6 separate regions of the Mus musculus genome follow, and all the other regions are linked to region 4. Evidence: chromatin contacts called from public HiChIP or PLAC-seq, Micro-C and promoter capture Hi-C data. All regions are on one chromosome and are shown on one strand. Each heading gives the region's core, a stretch centred on a gene start, on an enhancer-like site or on the middle of the called end of the contact. The rest is flanking DNA. Distances are from core to core; before and after follow the strand shown. Region 1 holds the start of Ddx19a (DEAD box helicase 19a). Region 2 holds the start of Aars (alanyl-tRNA synthetase). Region 3 overlaps Znrf1 (zinc and ring finger 1). Region 4 holds the start of Rfwd3 (ring finger and WD repeat domain 3). Region 5 overlaps St3gal2 (ST3 beta-galactoside alpha-2,3-sialyltransferase 2). Region 6 holds the start of Ldhd (lactate dehydrogenase D).

Region 1 (2,700 bases), core at 98-2,597, 300 kb before region 4:
ACCAGTACCCCTGAGCTCTTGACTCTAGCTGCATATGTATCAAAAGATGGCCTAGTCGGCCATCACTGGAAAGAGAGGCCCATTGGACACGCAGACTTTGTGTGCCCCGGTACAGGGGAACGCCAGGGCCAAAGGGGGGGAGTGGGTGGGTAGGGGAGTGGGGGTGGGTGGGTAAGGGGGACTTTTGGTATAGCATTGGAAATGTAAATGAGCTAAATACCTAATAAAAAATGGAAAAAAAAAAAAAAAAAAAAAAAAAAAGAAAATCAACTGCTCATTCTTCAGCTGAATTGGTTTAAGAGTTAAGAGAGCTCGCTGCTGTTGCGGAAGGGCCAGGGTTTGGTTCTTAGCGCCACATGGTGGCTCACAACAGTTTGTAAATCCCAGTTCCAAGGGGATCTAAAACCCTCTTCTAACATATGTAGGCTCAAGTGTGGTGCATAGATACGAACAGGCAAAACACCCATACACACACATAGAAAACATAAGATATTAAAAGAAAGTATTTGAGGCGACCCCGAGGTAAATAGTGAAGCCAGTTGGGCTGTGTCAAAAACACAGGCAGCAAAGCTGTAACTCATACACTTAAGAGGAGGCGGAGGGATAGGGATGCAAGAGCTCTCAAGGCCAGTCTCAGCTAATTAGCAAGTCAGAGGCCAACCTGGGCTACACCGTCTCGAACCCACCAACGCACCCCTCCAAAAACACAAAAACAATCTAACAAAAACTATACGACACTTAAAATAGCAACTAGACAGTTTGCATTTGTTGCTAAGTGAAGCATTAACACAAACAAAACCCGTTATTCTGGCGAGCTACAAACTGCCGCTTGGCGGTTAAGCATGAATGTGGGGCTGTTAGGGGAAAGGCAGCATAAACTCACTCAAAAACTACCCCTCAACAACGAAAAAAAGAGAGAATTTTATGTTGCCATTTCTTGTAAGAGGTCAAGAGAAGGGCCAGTTTGGGGCCTCACACACTTAATAAAGACAATGTCACCATGGGAGCAACTTTTCAGTCCAAACTCGGATAAGAAGCTCGCTGCGGGTTTTCTTCGCTGTCGGAGCAAATCCGCCGCGCTAAGTGATCGCCCACAGCAAACTCCAGCGAGCGCGGGCTGGCCCGGCTCTGAGGTCCCCGTGCTGGAAACCATGTCCGCCTCAGTCCCCTAATCCCCACCAGGCCACTGACCGACTTGACAGCGGCTTCCTGCTCGTCCACCGCCAGCGCCCATGAGTCGGTGGCCATGGTCCCGACGCGAGCCGACCTGCAGAGATGCTCCGCGCCCCGCCAACACCAGCGCCGAACGCAAGCCCGCGCCAAGTGCCACTCACACGGAGCGGAAAAAGACCCGCGCGGAGTTGACGTCAGTTCCTGCCCCGCGCGTCCGTCTTCCACCCACGCTCCGCCCCCAGGAAGATAAGCATGCGGAGCTTAGCACTTTAAGGTCCTGAGTCGCTTATTTCTTAATTTGAGGCCAGCCTGATCTACTGAGAGAGTTCCAGGACGGCCAGGGCCACACAGAGAAACCCTGTCTCGAAATGCTAAAAAGAGGAGGAAAAAAAAAAAAAATTCCATCTCGCTAGGTGCGATCTAATTGAGTTAACGTCCTAGAGCTCTGCAGAGTTACTTAGTACTCGCCCAATCGCTTCATTTCATAACCAAAATACTTACCCATTTTTTGGTTTTGAAACTAGGTATCTTGTTTTAAAACAAGGCTACCTTGAACTCGGTTTCCTCCTTAATAATCTCCAACACCTAGATTACAAGGGATCGAACGCTCTCTCTCGAGATGGCTCAGCGGTTAAGAGCACTGACTGTTCTTCCGAAGGTCCTGAGTTCAAATCCCAGCAACCACAAGGTGGCTTACAACCAACCGTAATGACATCTGACACCCTCTACTGGTGTGTCTGAAGACAGCTACAGTGTAGTTACATATAAATAATAAATATTTTTTAAAAAAATAGAACGCTCTCTAGTGGCCTTTGCAGTCGCAGACACACATGCATATACATACAACTAAGAATGAAATGATCTGAGCATAGGTGGCACAGGCCTTTAATCTCAGAATTTGGGAGGCAGAGGCCACTAGAGCAAATTCCAGAACAACTAGGGCTACACAGAGGAAACCCTGTCTCAAAAAACAATTAAAAACAAACAAAACAGAGTTACATCCTATGTGTGTGGATATGTATTTAGTTTTGTTTTTTTTTTTTTGTTTTTTTTTTTGAGTCAAGAATTTCATGTATCCCGTGGCTTTTTTTTTTTTTTTTCTGCCTCCCAAATACTGGGATAAGAGAAGTACTTTCCCTCTGTTGGGATACATTTTAAGTCATGATAGTTGTGTAAAGCTGTTTGAATGACTTAGGCACTTCACAAAAAGGATGCTCTTAAAATAGTGCAAAATTTTAATGGAATGGTAGTGAACACTTTTAACTCCAGTACTTGGGAGGTGTAGGAGGAAGATTGAGAGTGCAAGGCCAGTCTCTGCTACAGGAGACCTAGTCTCAAAATGCATATATTTTGAGTCTAACTGCCCATTGTCCTCTTGAAATTGCACTACCAAGCATACCTATTCTAGTACCAAGAACATGGCTATTTCTTCATGTATCTGCTGGGACATACTTCTTAGAGAAGACATAGTGTCTGACAACAATTAAGAAGTTCAAGTTTTGACTTGTCTTAGGTTTGCAAGATATT
Region 2 (2,700 bases), core at 166-2,665, 270 kb before region 4:
AAAGACAAGGTCTTGGTATATAGCTGTGAACAAAAACTGGAAAGAGACTATACTATGTCTGTGGATACTAATTGACTGATTAGATCTGAGGTCAGTACTGTGAAGACAGGAATGTCGTAAGCTCACAGGCTAATTGAATTTGTCTTGGACTAGTTCTGGCCTTCTGAAAACAACCATTCTTTGTCCATTTCTGTGTTTGAACTAATAAAGTCTTGTACTAACAGATAGAAACCATTTGGAATCTATTAACTTACCAGACCACTGGCTTCCACCATCCAAAAAGCTAAAGATGCCATCAGATAACATCTTGGGTCTATAGAAAAGCTTTCCATCTTGCTATAGTCGCCTTTCAGATATAACCATCACTATATTTTAAAATTACCTTGACTTATGACTCTCTTTGTTCTGTAAAGCTGTACATCATGAAAAAGTTTTCGTGTAATTTGGGGTTTCCTCATCTGTGAAAAAGTGGTACTAGCAGACCTGATAATACAGTTTAAAAATTAAACGGTGTGTGAACTTTTTAGTGTGATGCCTTACCTATAGATTTTAGGTTTTGTGTGTGTTATTTTGAGACTGTGCCCAAGGCCCAAGGGTAGCCTTAAGCTCTGATCCTCTTGGCTCTCAAGTGCTGGGACTATGGATGTGCGTCACCGTTGTAGGCGTTTCCTAAGAATGTTGACTTGTTTTCTAAAGCAAACAGAGGGACAGATGTCCTTTAACTTGGGTTACGTCATTTCTTCCTCTTCAAAATCAAGACCCGAATTTCTTCTTATTGGGACCTGAAGGACAAATATAAAGCTATGCCTAATGTCACAGGACTGTACTGCCTCCTACTCCGGAGGCTAAGACAAGAGTGAAAAATTCAAGGCCAACCTGGACAATTTATCCAGACCCTGTCTCAAAGAGAGAACCGGACGTATCAGTCAGTGCCAAAGCGCTTCGGCGTGGTTGAAGCACTTATTTCAGTCCAGGGTACCGTTAAAGAAGGCATGCCGATCTATACGCGATAACAATAAGAACATTTGATTGGTGCACACCTGCAAGACTGGCAAATCCCCTGATTTCAAGACCACCTTGCTCCGTTTCAAAAGGCCGAAAAACGAACCTTTGAGGTACGTGTATCACTTTGCAGTTAAACAGTTCTATGCCAAAATCTGTGATCGCCACCAAATTCATGTTTTCATTCCTCTTGTTAACTGTCAACTATTAGGGCTTTGCCAATAGAACCCAAAATGTCTGCCTCCTGAAGCCAATAGTCAACCCTGTCACGTGACACTCCATGTCCTAGCTTTCTTGAGCATTGCATCAGCCGAGCCCAGGAGCCTTCCCAGAAACCGGCTTGTTAGCTCATTCGCGCTCCGAATGATTGGCATGCCAGTGGACCAATCATATCAGAGGATGACAAGGCGTAGCGGGTCACTTTTCATCAGAGCGCTCTGATTGGATGGTGAGGTACGGCTCTGGCACCGGTTGTGGCGGGTGAGTATAGCTTCTTGTGCGCATCTGAGGGAGCAGGTAACTGCCGGCGAGTGGCGGTGGGCTCCGGGCAAGGAAGGACCTGGGGACCCGGACCCTCGGGAAAAAAAGCAAGTGAGCCCCGAGAGCTCTACGAGAAGAGCCGGCGCTTGGAGGGGGAGGGGCAGCTGCAGCGGGCTGCCGGGCGGTCCCGCCCCTGGCCTGGGTCAGGACCCGGTCTCCGCAGGAGCCGGATCTCGAGAGTAGCTTTTGCTATTCCCTCGGAGCACTGAGAGTGGTGTGGTTTCTGGTGGACTTGCAGAGGACCAAGACCTTGGGAAGATCGCGGTTGCTCTTCAGTCGCCACCCAGAGCTAAGGGTTTGTCTCCTCTAATTTTAATCTCTTAGGGGGTTAGGGAACCAGGCCTGAAGAGCAGGGTGACTAAGATAAATGGAGTCTCTCTAAGAGGCATCTTCATTCATTCTTTATTAGGTTCTCACACCTTACCCCAGACTGGCCTGAACTCAACTCTGTAACCCGGGCTGGCCTTGAACTCGCGGCAGTTCTCCTGCCTCAGCATTTCAAGTGCTGGAATTACAGGCGTGAGCCAGCACTCCAGACTCGCTTCTTTCTGTTGCTGTTTTGAGACAGGGTTTCACTATGTAGACCAGGCTGGTCTCGACTCACAGAGATCTTCAAGAGTGGTGGGACCAAAGGCGTGTGCTACGACCCTCGGCCCGATTCGATTCTTAAAAACAGAATAGTTGATACCTTCAGGTTCACCCGAACAAATATATTCAGCAATTTTTTCAAACAGTCTAAGTTTCCTGGTGTGCTTTGGAGTATGTTAGTGCAGAGCATGCTATTTACAGATTAGTATAATTAATCATGAGCATGGGTGACGACCACTTTACTAGATACTGAAAATACACTGTAACGGTGAAGTGAAGCCAGCCAGGATTCCTACTGAGATGTAACATAGACTGTGATTGGGAGGTGAGCATTAAATAGTCACACCAAATAAATCATTTGAGGCTAGGAGACAGTATAAAGAGGAGAGACCTGGTGAAGAAAGGAAAGGTTTGCTTAAGTATGTTTCTTTGTGATTGATCAAAACGACCTCATTAGGAAGAAGGGAAAGGAGAGGCCAGGCAGAACGGCTAGCTTGTAAATGGAAATATGTTACAAGGTCCTGTGGCTGAAGTCACCTTGTAATTCAAGGCCCTGGGTCTGGCCCCAAG
Region 3 (2,700 bases), core at 107-2,606, 280 kb after region 4:
TTCCAGAGGATCAAGGTTCAAATCCCAGTATCCACATGAAAGCTAGCAGCTATCTGTAACTCCAGTTCAGAGGATCCAGCACCATCTTCTGGCCTCTGCAGGCACCAGGCACCCACATGGAACACAGAGTCCTAAAATTGGAAGAAAGTTTAGAGGGATAAACTGGTATCCTCAGCTCACTCTAGGTGAGGAAAATAGAACCTGGTGCACAGAGCGAAGCCCAGGCCAGCCAATGGAACAGAGTCATAGGATCTGCCCCAAGAAGCGGGAGACAGGTGGGATTGGTAAGAGAGGGAGAGATAGGACAGACAGACAGACACCAAGATTTGCCCAGACAGTAGTTGGGGACATTTTCTAAAAGAGTTTGTATGCTGTCTATTCCCTGCCCATGCTATGTGAAAATATTGGCTCAGTCCCCAACTCTTCAGTCAGGAGGAGGGCGGAAGATGTGCGTGTGCTGGGTGAGCCAGTTTGTGTAGACACTGCCAATTTTACCCAATTCCCTTCATTTCTGACCCCACGTCTACAGTGTTTGCTTTAGGTGAGTGTGATGTTAGAGGGCTTTAAAAAGTACATGGTGATGGGGCTGGAGAGATGGCTCAGCAGTTAAGAGCACTGTCTGCTCCCAGAGAACTGGGGTTCAGTTCCCAGCACCCCATATGGCAGCTCACAACCATCCTTAACGTCAGTTCCAGGAAATCTGGTGCCTGTTTGGACTTGTTCGGCACCAGGCCTGCAGGCAGAGCACTCATACACATAAACTAAAAATAAGAGATTTGTAAAAGATGCTTTGTTAGACTTTTGTGGGCTTTTTGGCTTTGTTTTTCAAGACAGGGTTTCACTGTAGCCTTTGCTCTCCAGGACCTCACTCTGTAGACCAGGCTGGCCTTAAACTCAGAAATCCACCTGCCTCTGCCTCCCGAGTGCTGGGATTAAAGGTGTGTGCCACAGCCACCCAACTGAATTTAATTTTTTAAAAAATATAAAGTATAAAGTCTTTCACTTTGATGTTTCATACTTTAGTCCAGTTGTCTAGTAACCACAGGCAGGGCAAGAGAGTCAAACGTTCAAAGCCTGTGGAGTTCAAGGCCATTCTGTGTAAGCCTAGTAACTCGGTGAGACCCTGCCCACGGGTTTAGAGTGCAGAGCTAGCTCGGTAATAGAGCACATTCCTAGTGTAGGCAAGGCCTTAGTTATGCCCAGCCTCCCTCATGCATCCTCAGAGCTGTGCAGAATAATTAGCCCCAAGACTGAGATCGTCCATTCAACACTTGGCTTTAGTAGGTGAAGGTAGAGAGCGTGCTGGTGGTTTTGAAAGTGAAAGATTCATCTTATGAAATCATTCTGGATACTTTGTGAACCCCATGCATCTGGTTTCACTTGGCACCATGTGTGTCCACTGATGTCAGGAGAAATGAACACTTGTGAGCACATTGCAAAACTGCTCTGCTTCTTGGTCCAGGGAAGGACCCACTCCTGTTAGCCTTCTCCTGATAAGGGAGAAAAATCCAGTAGAGAAGGAGAGTGAGGCGCCCTTTAACCAAAGGGTTTATGTCTGCTGGGTGGTACATGCCTGTACTCTCAGCATTTGGGAAGTAGAGAGAGGCAGAAGGATCAGTTTATGGTCATCATTGCTACATGAGACTAAGTTTGAGGTTGGCCTGGACTACAAAAGACCCCGTCTCAGAAAACAAAGCTCCTCCGCCAGTCGGTGGTGGTGGCCAGCAGCCTCTGAGGACGAGCTTACCTTTTTGTTTCCCTGTGAAAGTACAAGTTTGCTAAAGGAGGCACAATCTTCATGTGCTGCAATTTTAAAAAATTTATTTTGTGACTAAGTTGTGAATAGAAGTTTTCACCAAACCTTTGCTGATGTTTCTGTAGCTCTGAATTTATGTCAGTTAAGATTACCATCTTTATAATGTCAGATCTTATGCAAGAATATATAATGTCCCTTTGTTTAGTGGATGTCTCAAGAGTGCTGCACCTTCCTTTTTAAGTTACTTACTACTAGAAACATGGTTTCTTCTATTATTTTTGTTTCTAGCTAATTTATTGCTGACATAGAAGATGCAATTTGATAAATAGATCTTGTGGTTTACATGATATAAAAAAGCAATTATTATCTCTTCCTTTCTAATGTCTATATTAAGGTTTCCCCTCCTTGACCTGCAGATCAGTGCCTCCACAGTTATGTTCAACAATGGTTTTTCCATTGAATATAAATTTGCTGTAGGGCTGGTGAGATGGCTCAGTGGGTAAGAGTACCCGACTGCTCTTCCGAAGGTCCGGAGTTCAAATCCCAGCAACCACATGGTGGCTCACAACCATCTGTAACAAGATCTGATCCCCTCTCTGGAGTGTCTGAAGACAGCTACAGTATACTTACATATAATAAATAAATAAATAAATAAATAAATCTTTAAAAAAAATAAATTTGCTGTAATTTTTGGTAAAGATACTCATATTTTTTCAATTAGGTATTCCTCTTCCTATTTTATTGAGAATTGTAAACATAAAATAGTAATGAATTCTACTTTGTTTTCTGTATCAACTGAAATCATCATTTTCCCTTCCTTGGACTGTTGGAAATATAAGGTTTTCTTGTGTGCTGGCTAGTTTCATGTCAATTTGACACACACTAAGTCATCAGAGAGGAGGGAGCCTCAGGTGAGAAAATGTCTCATAAGATATGGCTATAAG
Region 4 (2,700 bases), core at 158-2,657:
ATGGCATGTCTAGAGAGCAACCAGTTCTGATTTCAACTAGAAGGTAACAGCAGTGAAGTTCACACAGCATCCATTGACTGTCACTGCTGGTGCTAAATAATACTGATCGTGTCTTCCACTTCTCAAAAACACAAGGAAAAAAAGTCCAAAATGATAAACCAAAAGCTACAATCAAGAATATACCAGGAGCTGTTCACTACTAAAACTCTAGCAGACTTCTAGAAAAGAATCTTATCAATTTTAAATTTTTATGCAAAAAAGGTGATAGGCTTTAAAAATTAAGCTCTTCACTACTCAAAAATATGTGAACTGATGCTTTTAATATGGCTCTAAAGTTTAACGACATCCTCACAAGAATTATCTTTTAAAAATAGCTCCCCCCCCCCATACTCCTTGCATATTTCCTCAAAACTGTAATTCCATCATTAGAGAGAGAGAGGAGGATTGCCTCAAGTTTGAGAGCAGTCCGGATTCCAGAGGGGGACTGTCACAAATAAGCATGCCTAAGTTAGGTCTAGATGCACTTAACTGTCCTCTCTGAACAGTGCTTCTTACAGGCTGCTATTTAAAGTTTACAATTTAGTTCCTCAATCACACACACACACACACACACACACACATCCAAAAACAAAACACGTTCCCCAAATCCTGGGCTCGTGCTCGTATGAGCCCCTTCTTTAAGTGACACAAACGCTAGTCCGATGGCCCCGAAAAGTCAGCGGCCCTCAGACCGTGAACTCCACCTCTGCCCCCCACCCTTGCTAAGCTTTGGTTTCGATAAACACAGAAGGCGGGAGCGACGGCTGCCCCAATAAACAGGTCGCCGGGAGCCCGCGGGGATTCAGTCAGACCCGGGTTCGTATCCAGGCTCGCCCTGTTAGTAGCTGCGGAACCAAAGTTAAGTTTCCTAACCTGTCTGCCCACGCCCGCCTCCCCGCAGGAAGAGGAGAATGAAAATATCCTTCGGTCGCAGTTCCGCTGCGGTGATAAAAGTTAAAACAGCGAGCGACAAGGGTCAAAGAGTCAGTCACCGGGGCTCGACCCGCGCGGGAAGCACCCGGAGAACGACTCCGTGGAGGGTCCGCAATCGGTGCGAGCCGAGCCCCGTCTCAGCTCCTCCCGAGCTCTCCCCCACCCCCCATTCCTCAGGAAAGGAGGAGGAAGAAGGTCGAGGTCCTCAGGCCGGACCGAAGGAGACCGCCGAGCTCCCAGCGCGCCCTCCGCCCACCTCGCTGGGCCCCGTGAGCAGCCGCAGAGCAAGGGACCACCACCCGCATCCAGAGGCCCCCAGGGCGGAGAAGAAGCAGGGAGCAGCCTCACCTGAGGGGACCAAGTCGGACGCCTGGCCGACCGCGACTTCGGCCATCGTTACCGCGCATCCCCTACTGCGCACCCGCTCCGCCCGCGCCCAGCAGCTCTTCTGGACCCTGAGGCGCCCCCGCTGGAGCCGCGGCTCGGCGAGCTCCTATTGGCCAGCCACTGCGGACGGCGACCAATCTCTTCTCTTCTTCTTCCGTCGGTCGCCGCCAGCTGAAATAGTGGCGCCCTCATTGGTCAGCCTTTGATACATTTCTGGGCGAGAACCTCCGGCCAAGGCGCCTCCTGCAATTGGTAGTCGTGCGGAGTCCGCCATCTCGCGCCCCTTCCTTTGAACTGTTCGGCGGGAAGAAGCCCTGAGGAAGAGAGTTGGTTTTTTTTTTTTTTTTTTTCCCCTTCCTCTTCTACTGAGAGTGAAAAATGTTAAAAGTGGCCGGGCGGTGATGGCTCACGCCTTTAATCTCAGGGAGGCAGAGGCCAGCCTGGTCTACAAAGTGAGTTCCAGGACAGCCAGGGCTATACAGAGAAACCCTGTCTCGAAAAACCAAAAAAAGAAAAGAAAATAAAGAAAGAAAGAAAATGTTAAAAGTGACTTCCCGGGGGCTGGGGAGATGGCTCAGTGGTTAAGAGCACTGACTGCTCTTTCAGAGGTTCTGAGTTCAAGTCCCAGCAACCACATGGTGGCTCACAACCACCTGTAATGGGATCAGATGCCCTCTTCTGGTGTGTCTGAAGACAGCAACAGTGTACTCATATACATAAAATAAATAAATAATTCTTTAAAAGTGACTTCCCCTGCTTCTTCCTAAGGTTTTATTAAAGAGTTTATCGATGATTTTAAAAGTTTGTCCCCAGAGTTCCAGAGCCTGTAGAGTCTCTCATTGGGTTGAGCAACTTGTCCGCAATGGTCGGAAAAAAAAATTTTTTTTTTAAATCTTGCACAATGTCTTCAACTTGAAAACTACTATGATAAATGGCTTGGAAATATAAATTGTCACGTAAGATTTTCCAAACATGTTTCTGAAGAAGGAAATCTTACTTAAAGGTCTTTAAACAAACAAACAAACAAACAAACAACCCAAAAGCCCTCTTCACAGTGCTGAGGGGATGGCTCAGTGGTTAACATCACTGTAATGCTCTTCCAAAAGTCCTGAGTTCAATTCCCAGGAACATGGTGGTTCACAAACATCAGTGGGATCTGGTGCCCTCTACTGGTGTGTCTGAGGACAGCAACCGTGTACTCATATACAGAAAATAAGTAAGTGCTGGGAACGGAGCCTGGGGACTAGCAGCCAGTTTTCTACCTGTGAGCCACTTCTTCAGTTCCCCGTGTACCGACAGTTATCCTTTCCCTTTTCTTGCTATCAGAACAAGCTGCTGCTG
Region 5 (2,700 bases), core at 69-2,568, 330 kb before region 4:
AGGCTTGACTAGAGGATCCCAATTTTATCCCGAAAGCCACTGAAGGTTTTTATCATGGCCCTGCAGTGGCGAACATGCAACGGGAATAGGTCAGTCTAGAAATTGTGAGGGTGTCACTATTTGGTCATCAGGAGCAAATGTGTTGCCATCTGAAAGGTTTTTTTTCCTGTTTTCTTGCAGCACCTATGCCCCAGTGAAGTCCTTCCTTCGAGTGGACAAAGAGAAGGTAAGTTCTCTACCCCCTGTCTTTTGACTCTCACCACCATGGAAATTATGCTGGCTTATTCAAGCGATGCCAAGAGAGTGAGTGAGTTTTAGGATGGCCAGAGCTACCCAAGAGAAATCCTGTCCTGGGGGTGCAGGGGGAGGGGGCAGGTGTGGGATCTGCATCTGCTGGTATGCCTGACCCCTACAATGAACACAAGAACCTAGGAATACCCATGTGCTGCATTCCCGAGGAACTGCTAGAAGCTGTTCAGAGCCTGGCCCAAATCTCCAGACCTCCAAGCCCTTCATGTACCTTTCTCTCCTTGCAGGTCCAGATTTACAACCCAGCCTTCTTCAAGTACATTCACGACAGGTGGACCGAGCACCACGGGCGCTACCCTTCCACAGGAATGCTGGTGCTCTTCTTTGCACTACATGTGTGTGATGAGGTAGGCAGTCGGTGTTGTCTAGAGCAGAATTAGGAGAACCATAAACAGAGGAAACAGCCCTTTCCCCATCTTAGCTGTGGTTCCCGGGAAGTAGTTTTTGTAAACAGAAACCATGTTTTTTCATATCTGTTATTCCTATAAACAATATTTTTGCATTTCCCATCGTCATTACCTTTTAAGATTTACTAACAAAACTACTTCATTTAAAAGGCACATTTTTAGCAGGGTCATGGTGGCACCTGTAATCAGATACGGAGAGTTTGAGACAGGAGCAGCGTTTGAGGCCAACCTGGGCTACATAAGACCCAGTCGTGAAAAAGCGAAACACAAATGAGAAAGAGACAGAAGTCCCCTCTGAGTCAGTGCCCTTATGTCAGGCCTGGGTGTCCCCAACCACGCCCCCGACTCCCAGTGACCCCTGTGCCACCCTCCTCACAGGTGAACGTGTATGGGTTCGGGGCCGACAGTCGAGGCAACTGGCACCACTACTGGGAGAACAACCGGTACGCGGGCGAGTTCCGGAAGACAGGCGTGCATGACGCCGACTTCGAAGCCCACATCATCGACATGCTGGCCAAGGCCAGCAAGATCGAGGTCTACCGAGGGAACTGAGCGGCCCTGAGCGCCTTCAGAACCAGTCACTTCTGGGTCCGGCAAGCGCCGGTTGCAGCCCACCAATCAGACTGCGCCGTCCCCAGCAACCAATCAGTGCTGCAGTTGGGAGGAGCTTCTTTCTTAGCCAATCACGCAACTCAAGGAGAATTTCCGGCGCCGCCGTCTCCACCAATCATGGCCTTGGGAGGCGGCGGGCCTCGACCCCCTCCCCTAAACCTGCTTTGGATAAGAATTTTGATGCTTTTTAAGAGGCGGGTCTGGGGCTGGGCAGGAGCGCCTTGAACTGCTCATTTCCAGCTTAGGCCGGGTGGGTGAGTGAAGCCATCCAAAGAAATGTGGTTCCGGTGAGACACTCTCCAGGGCTTTCCGTGGCGCACCAGGTAGTAGGGGGTTGAATTCACCCCCTGTTGGGTTGATCTCCCTAGGGCCTCACTAGTGTCAGGAACGGGTAGGAAGCTTCACCGGGTCACATGCAAGGTGCTTCTCTCACATGTGCCCTCACTCCTGTCTCCTACCACCTTCTCAGCGTCTGTCCTTAGGTCCTGGGCCTCCTCTCCAGCTCACCTGTTGATTCGGAGACAAAGTGAGACCACCCTGACTCGGCTGCTTTTGCTCTCCCACACGTGACCCGTGTCTTTAGCCCTAAGGCGCGAGAGAGCAACACGGTTGGACAGTTGGCTGGAAAGGAGATCCCTGAGCATGTACCGTTTTCTTTCATTGTCACCCCAAAGAGGAGCAGGCAGCCTCTTGCTTGGGGGTAGGATTTGCTTTGGACTCATGCTTTAGTTACCCTCAAGCTGCCAGGGATGGCGATCCAACCAAGATTGCTTGACAATTGTTTGCGGGGCCTCGCGCAGATGGCTCGGAGCTTTGCTGGGGAGGAGCGGATTGGTGGCTGCCCTGCATGCCTCCTCCTGTCCGCACCTTTACCCTGCTTACTCGCCTGTTCTAACCTACTCTCCAGCTCCAGAAGGGCCGCTCAGTCAAGAATCAGGGGTTACAACTGGAAGCTACTTGCATGACTTGGTCACAGTTGAGGTTCACTGGGAGAAAGGGCTTCAGTGAATGTCTCAGGCCGCAGAAAACACGTCCCTGCTGCAGCGTCCACATAAATATTTCCCATTCTTAATGAGTTCACATTACCAAGCAGCCTGGTTGGGGGACAGTCACACATAAGGGAGAGTGTTAAGAGGTTTGGGATGAGGCAACAACCCTAAAAACTAATACATGGAGAACTTTGCTCGAGTCTGTTCCTTCCCAGTTTCAAAAGCACGGGTGGAGGAAAAAAAAAAAGGGAGGGGCGTATAGCAGAACCTCTCAGGGCTCGAACCATCGCACATAGTCACCGTTCCAGTTTTTGCCTGTCTCATCTCTGCTCTCAAGCTGCTGTGATGAGAAACGGGAAAGCAATGCAATTATGCCAAACAGT
Region 6 (2,700 bases), core at 168-2,667, 330 kb after region 4:
GGTGCTCCTGAGTGTCACTTACCGATCCAATCCAGGAGGCCCTGCAACTGGGTCAGGCAGTGCTCACCTGTAATGGCGGCCCCGGCCTGCGGTGTGAAGCAGCCTGCCGTCAGGCAGCACTACCTCCAGGTTAATCACGTTGTCCCGCATGGTTCCATAGCGCACAGCATTGGTGCCCGAGGCCCCGGTGGCTGCCATGCCACACAGAGAAGCATCTGCGCCTGGGTCTAGAGAATGAAATGCTGGAGAGGGCAACTGCAGAGGCCCTTTCCCTCTTGTGGGAAAGATGGGGCCCTGTGAAATCCCTCAGACCACGCCCCCAAGCCCTCGGTCAGGTACTCTGTGGTTAGTCCAAGGCCTACCAACAGGAAACCAAAGGCCACTGTCACGCAGGTGGGTATTGAGAGCTTTACGGGTGACTCCAGGCTCCACCACCACGGAGAAGTCTTCTGTATTCAGCTCCGTGATCTGGTCCATATGGGTCAGGTTGATGCACACTCCACCCTGGTAGCAAGGGAGTCAAAAACAGCTGCCCAACCTAGGTCTCTAGGCCCGAGGCAGCCCGCTAGAGCCCCATTTTATGGCTGAGGCCTGCAGCAACCATACCAAAGCTCTGGGATGGCAGGTGAAGAGAGCTGTAAATGTGTCCTGTATAATGGGACCAGACCCAGGGCACCCCCACTATACCTGCACAGCACAGACTCCCCCCTCAACACCGGTGCCTGTGCCAAATGGGATGATGGGAACACCTTGATTGTAGCACAGGCTTGCCACTCGGCTGACCTGGTCCACATTCTGAGGCCAAACCACAGCATCAGGAGGTTGACACCTAGAAGCAGGCAGGCCCAGAGGTTTGAAAAGGATGGAAGCTTCTCACCCTCTCTTATCCAGGAACCTGCAATGGTTTAAGGACCCAAGGACAGGGACCTCAGCAGATCAGGGCAGAGAGCACCTCTCCGTGTAAGGATGCCAGAACTCCAAACAGGTGACCAGAGAGACAGGGACCCTCAGTCCCTTCTGATACCTGTGCATCGATTCATCATGCCCGTGTTGCTCTCTGACTGCAGAAGCAGTGGACACGTGGGGGCTCCCTACAACTGCCTTCAGAGCCTCCACAAAGTCCTGGCTGAGTCCACCCTGCAGGGGAGAAAAGTGCGAGGGGGTCATCGGAAAGACAGTCGGAGGGAGCCACAGACCTGCCCTGTGGCCGGGTGGGAAGAATGAGGGGCTGGTCAACCTGCAAGGTGACGTCACTGAGCCCCGAGGACATTACGTCGGGCTCTCCACCCTCTGGGACCCCATCCACAAGTAGACTTATACCTGCGACCCCCTGGAGCAGAAACTCCTCCAGGGAGACAGCCTCTGGGTGGCCACCCGAAGGAGCATGGCCATAGCCAGACCGCAGCTAAGGGGAGAATAACTAGGCGGAGAGGAAGCCTTGCCAGCCTGCCTCTCGCTGTGCCCAATAGCTGCCCTGGGTGGAGCCTGCTTAAGGTGGAGCCGGTTTAAGGTGGCCTCTGCAGATCTGGAAAAGAAGGACAACAGCTACTTCACGTGTTACAAGTCAACTAACTGCTGCTCCCCGAAGAGCCCTCCAAACAAACATCGTGTACGGAGGCTTTCAAGTCCCACCGGGCACTCGGACTTTGTCTTCTACACTTCCAGCCTCTTCTTTGATCTCTAAGCTGCAGTTTTCCTTTCCATTCCAGAGCTCAGGCCGGCCTGCAACCTTGGCACATACACTGTGCCCTACTCCCTGAATCATCTCCTGACTCCCTGTCAGGCAGAGCCTTCCTCACCTTGCAAGCCTCAACAGCATGCCACAGAGTAGACTTGCCACCATGACCACGAAGAGGGAAACTCCAGAGGTCATTCTGGGACAGAGTGGGTAGCATAGTGCAGTGCCCAGAAAGGCCGCCTTGCAGAGGAGTGCTAAGGAAAAGCAGGGAAGGAGATTAATTCCAAGACCATCCTGTTGGTTCCAAACAACTCCCACAGCAATTCCAGAAGAGCCTTTGCTACCACCACTGAGCTAAACTACCTCCCAATGACTCTCTTCCTTCCGGTCAGGAATACAAACTCCTAATTTATTTAGTTTTTTTATCCAGCTTTATTGTGTCTGTGTGCATGATGGAGGAACATACGCGCCACAGTGCATGCGTAGAGATCAGAAAACAACTTCGTGGAGTTGGTGGTTCTCTCTTAATTCACCAACCACATTTGGATGAATATGTAAAAAGAGAAAATCATGCCAGCCAGGCCTTATGGTATGCACCTGTAAACCCACACAGAGAGTCTGAGTTAGGAGGAGGATGAGATGAAGCCAGCCTGAGCCATAACAAAAGAAAACAAAACAAGACAAAATGACAAATTTAGTTATAGGGAATGGGGTGGTGGAGAGATAGCATCAGAGTTAAGGGCACTGATTGCTCTTGCAGAGGACCCGGGTTCAATTCCTAGCACCCACATGGGATGACTCACAACCATCTGTAACTCAAATCCCAAGCAGGGAATCAAACACCCTCTTCTGGCCTCTGTGGGCCAAATACACAGGCAAAACACTCATACCTATAAACTAAAAAGAAATCCTTAAAATAGCAAATTTAGTTATAGATCTAATTGCTTTTATTTGCTCTTTTTGGATTGGGGCACCCTCCAAGACTACAGAATTGAACGAAACCCCCCAGCGGACAGTGGGTT

The links. Promoter capture Hi-C pulls out the DNA fragments that hold promoters and counts their contacts. Hi-C and Micro-C count contacts between places; a contact is called where the count stands out from the background. HiChIP or PLAC-seq counts read pairs in DNA pulled down with a chosen protein or histone mark.
Region 1: a contact with region 4 is called in an H3K27ac HiChIP or PLAC-seq map of microglia, with 7 times the contacts expected there. The contact joins the promoter of Ddx19a here to the promoter of Rfwd3 in region 4. A contact is called at or near these places in 8 of 39 promoter capture datasets (the C10 cell line, cranial neural crest, hippocampal neurons and 3 more), 13 of 484 Hi-C or Micro-C datasets (cerebellum, cortical neurons, embryonic stem cells and 2 more), 3 of 115 datasets of contacts at active chromatin or transcription factors (bone marrow-derived macrophages, memory CD8 T cells and microglia) and 3 of 9 other capture datasets (adipose tissue, embryonic stem cells and pancreatic islet).
Region 2: an H3K27ac HiChIP or PLAC-seq map of embryonic stem cells shows a contact between it and region 4, with 11 read pairs. The contact joins the promoter of Aars here to the promoter of Rfwd3 in region 4. A contact is called at or near these places in 9 of 39 promoter capture datasets (3T3-L1-derived adipocytes, the C10 cell line, embryonic stem cells and 5 more), 53 of 484 Hi-C or Micro-C datasets (B cells, CD4 T cells, ECoMG myeloid progenitors and 23 more), 14 of 115 datasets of contacts at active chromatin or transcription factors (the 230-238 cell line, bone marrow-derived macrophages, effector CD8 T cells and 7 more) and 3 of 9 other capture datasets (adipose tissue, embryonic stem cells and liver).
Region 3: a promoter capture Hi-C map of liver shows a contact between it and region 4, with 2.0 times the contacts expected there. The contact joins the enhancer-like site here to the promoter of Rfwd3 in region 4. A contact is called at or near these places in 2 of 39 promoter capture datasets (the C10 cell line and liver) and 1 of 115 datasets of contacts at active chromatin or transcription factors (effector CD8 T cells).
Region 5: a contact with region 4 is called in a Micro-C map of embryonic stem cells, with 5 times the contacts expected there. The contact joins the enhancer-like site here to the promoter of Rfwd3 in region 4. A contact is called at or near these places in 3 of 39 promoter capture datasets (the C10 cell line, liver and pre-B cells), 1 of 15 datasets of contacts at CTCF or cohesin (the NIH/3T3 cell line), 13 of 484 Hi-C or Micro-C datasets (cerebellum, embryonic stem cells, nephron progenitors and 1 more) and 3 of 9 other capture datasets (adipose tissue, embryonic stem cells and pancreatic islet).
Region 6: a contact with region 4 is called in a promoter capture Hi-C map of liver, with 4 times the contacts expected there. The contact joins the promoter of Ldhd here to the promoter of Rfwd3 in region 4. A contact is called at or near these places in 5 of 39 promoter capture datasets (the C10 cell line, cranial neural crest, embryonic stem cells and 2 more), 2 of 115 datasets of contacts at active chromatin or transcription factors (embryonic stem cells and epiblast stem cells) and 1 of 9 other capture datasets (liver).

Annotation. Positions count from the first base shown.
Region 1 is chr8:110,996,476-110,999,175 of GRCm38.p6, forward strand. Ddx19a (DEAD box helicase 19a) reads right to left here and starts at 1,348. Exons shown (of 12, transcript NM_007916.2): 1 at 1,192-1,348. The coding sequence starts at 1,248.
Region 2 is chr8:111,032,427-111,035,126 of GRCm38.p6, forward strand. It overlaps Aars (alanyl-tRNA synthetase), which reads left to right and starts at 1,416. Exons shown (of 21, transcript NM_146217.4): 1 at 1,416-1,837.
Region 3 is chr8:111,583,780-111,586,479 of GRCm38.p6, forward strand. All of the region lies in intron 1 of Znrf1 (zinc and ring finger 1), which reads left to right. Among named protein-coding and RNA genes, the nearest start is that of Ldhd, 45 kb to the right of the region's middle. Within about 2 kb of position 1,357, at least 19 of the 459 cell types and tissues checked have an H3K27ac peak or open chromatin away from gene starts, as enhancers often do. A contact at or near this core is called in liver, where this site is marked.
Region 4 is chr8:111,298,815-111,301,514 of GRCm38.p6, forward strand. Rfwd3 (ring finger and WD repeat domain 3) reads right to left here and starts at 1,408. Exons shown (of 13, transcript NM_146218.4): 1 at 1,321-1,408. The coding sequence starts at 1,366.
Region 5 is chr8:110,969,008-110,971,707 of GRCm38.p6, forward strand. St3gal2 (ST3 beta-galactoside alpha-2,3-sialyltransferase 2) reads left to right here. Exons shown (of 7, transcript NM_009179.3): 5 at 181-226; 6 at 537-656; 7 at 1,095-2,700. The coding sequence ends at 1,268. Among named protein-coding and RNA genes, the nearest start is that of Gm51551, 19 kb to the right of the region's middle. Within about 2 kb of position 1,319, at least 300 of the 459 cell types and tissues checked have an H3K27ac peak or open chromatin away from gene starts, as enhancers often do. A contact at or near this core is called in adipose tissue, cerebellum, embryonic stem cells and 3 more, where this site is marked.
Region 6 is chr8:111,628,919-111,631,618 of GRCm38.p6, forward strand. Ldhd (lactate dehydrogenase D) reads right to left here and starts at 1,418. Exons shown (of 11, transcript NM_027570.4): 1 at 1,321-1,418; 2 at 1,025-1,137; 3 at 688-829; 4 at 363-504; 5 at 68-227. The coding sequence starts at 1,392.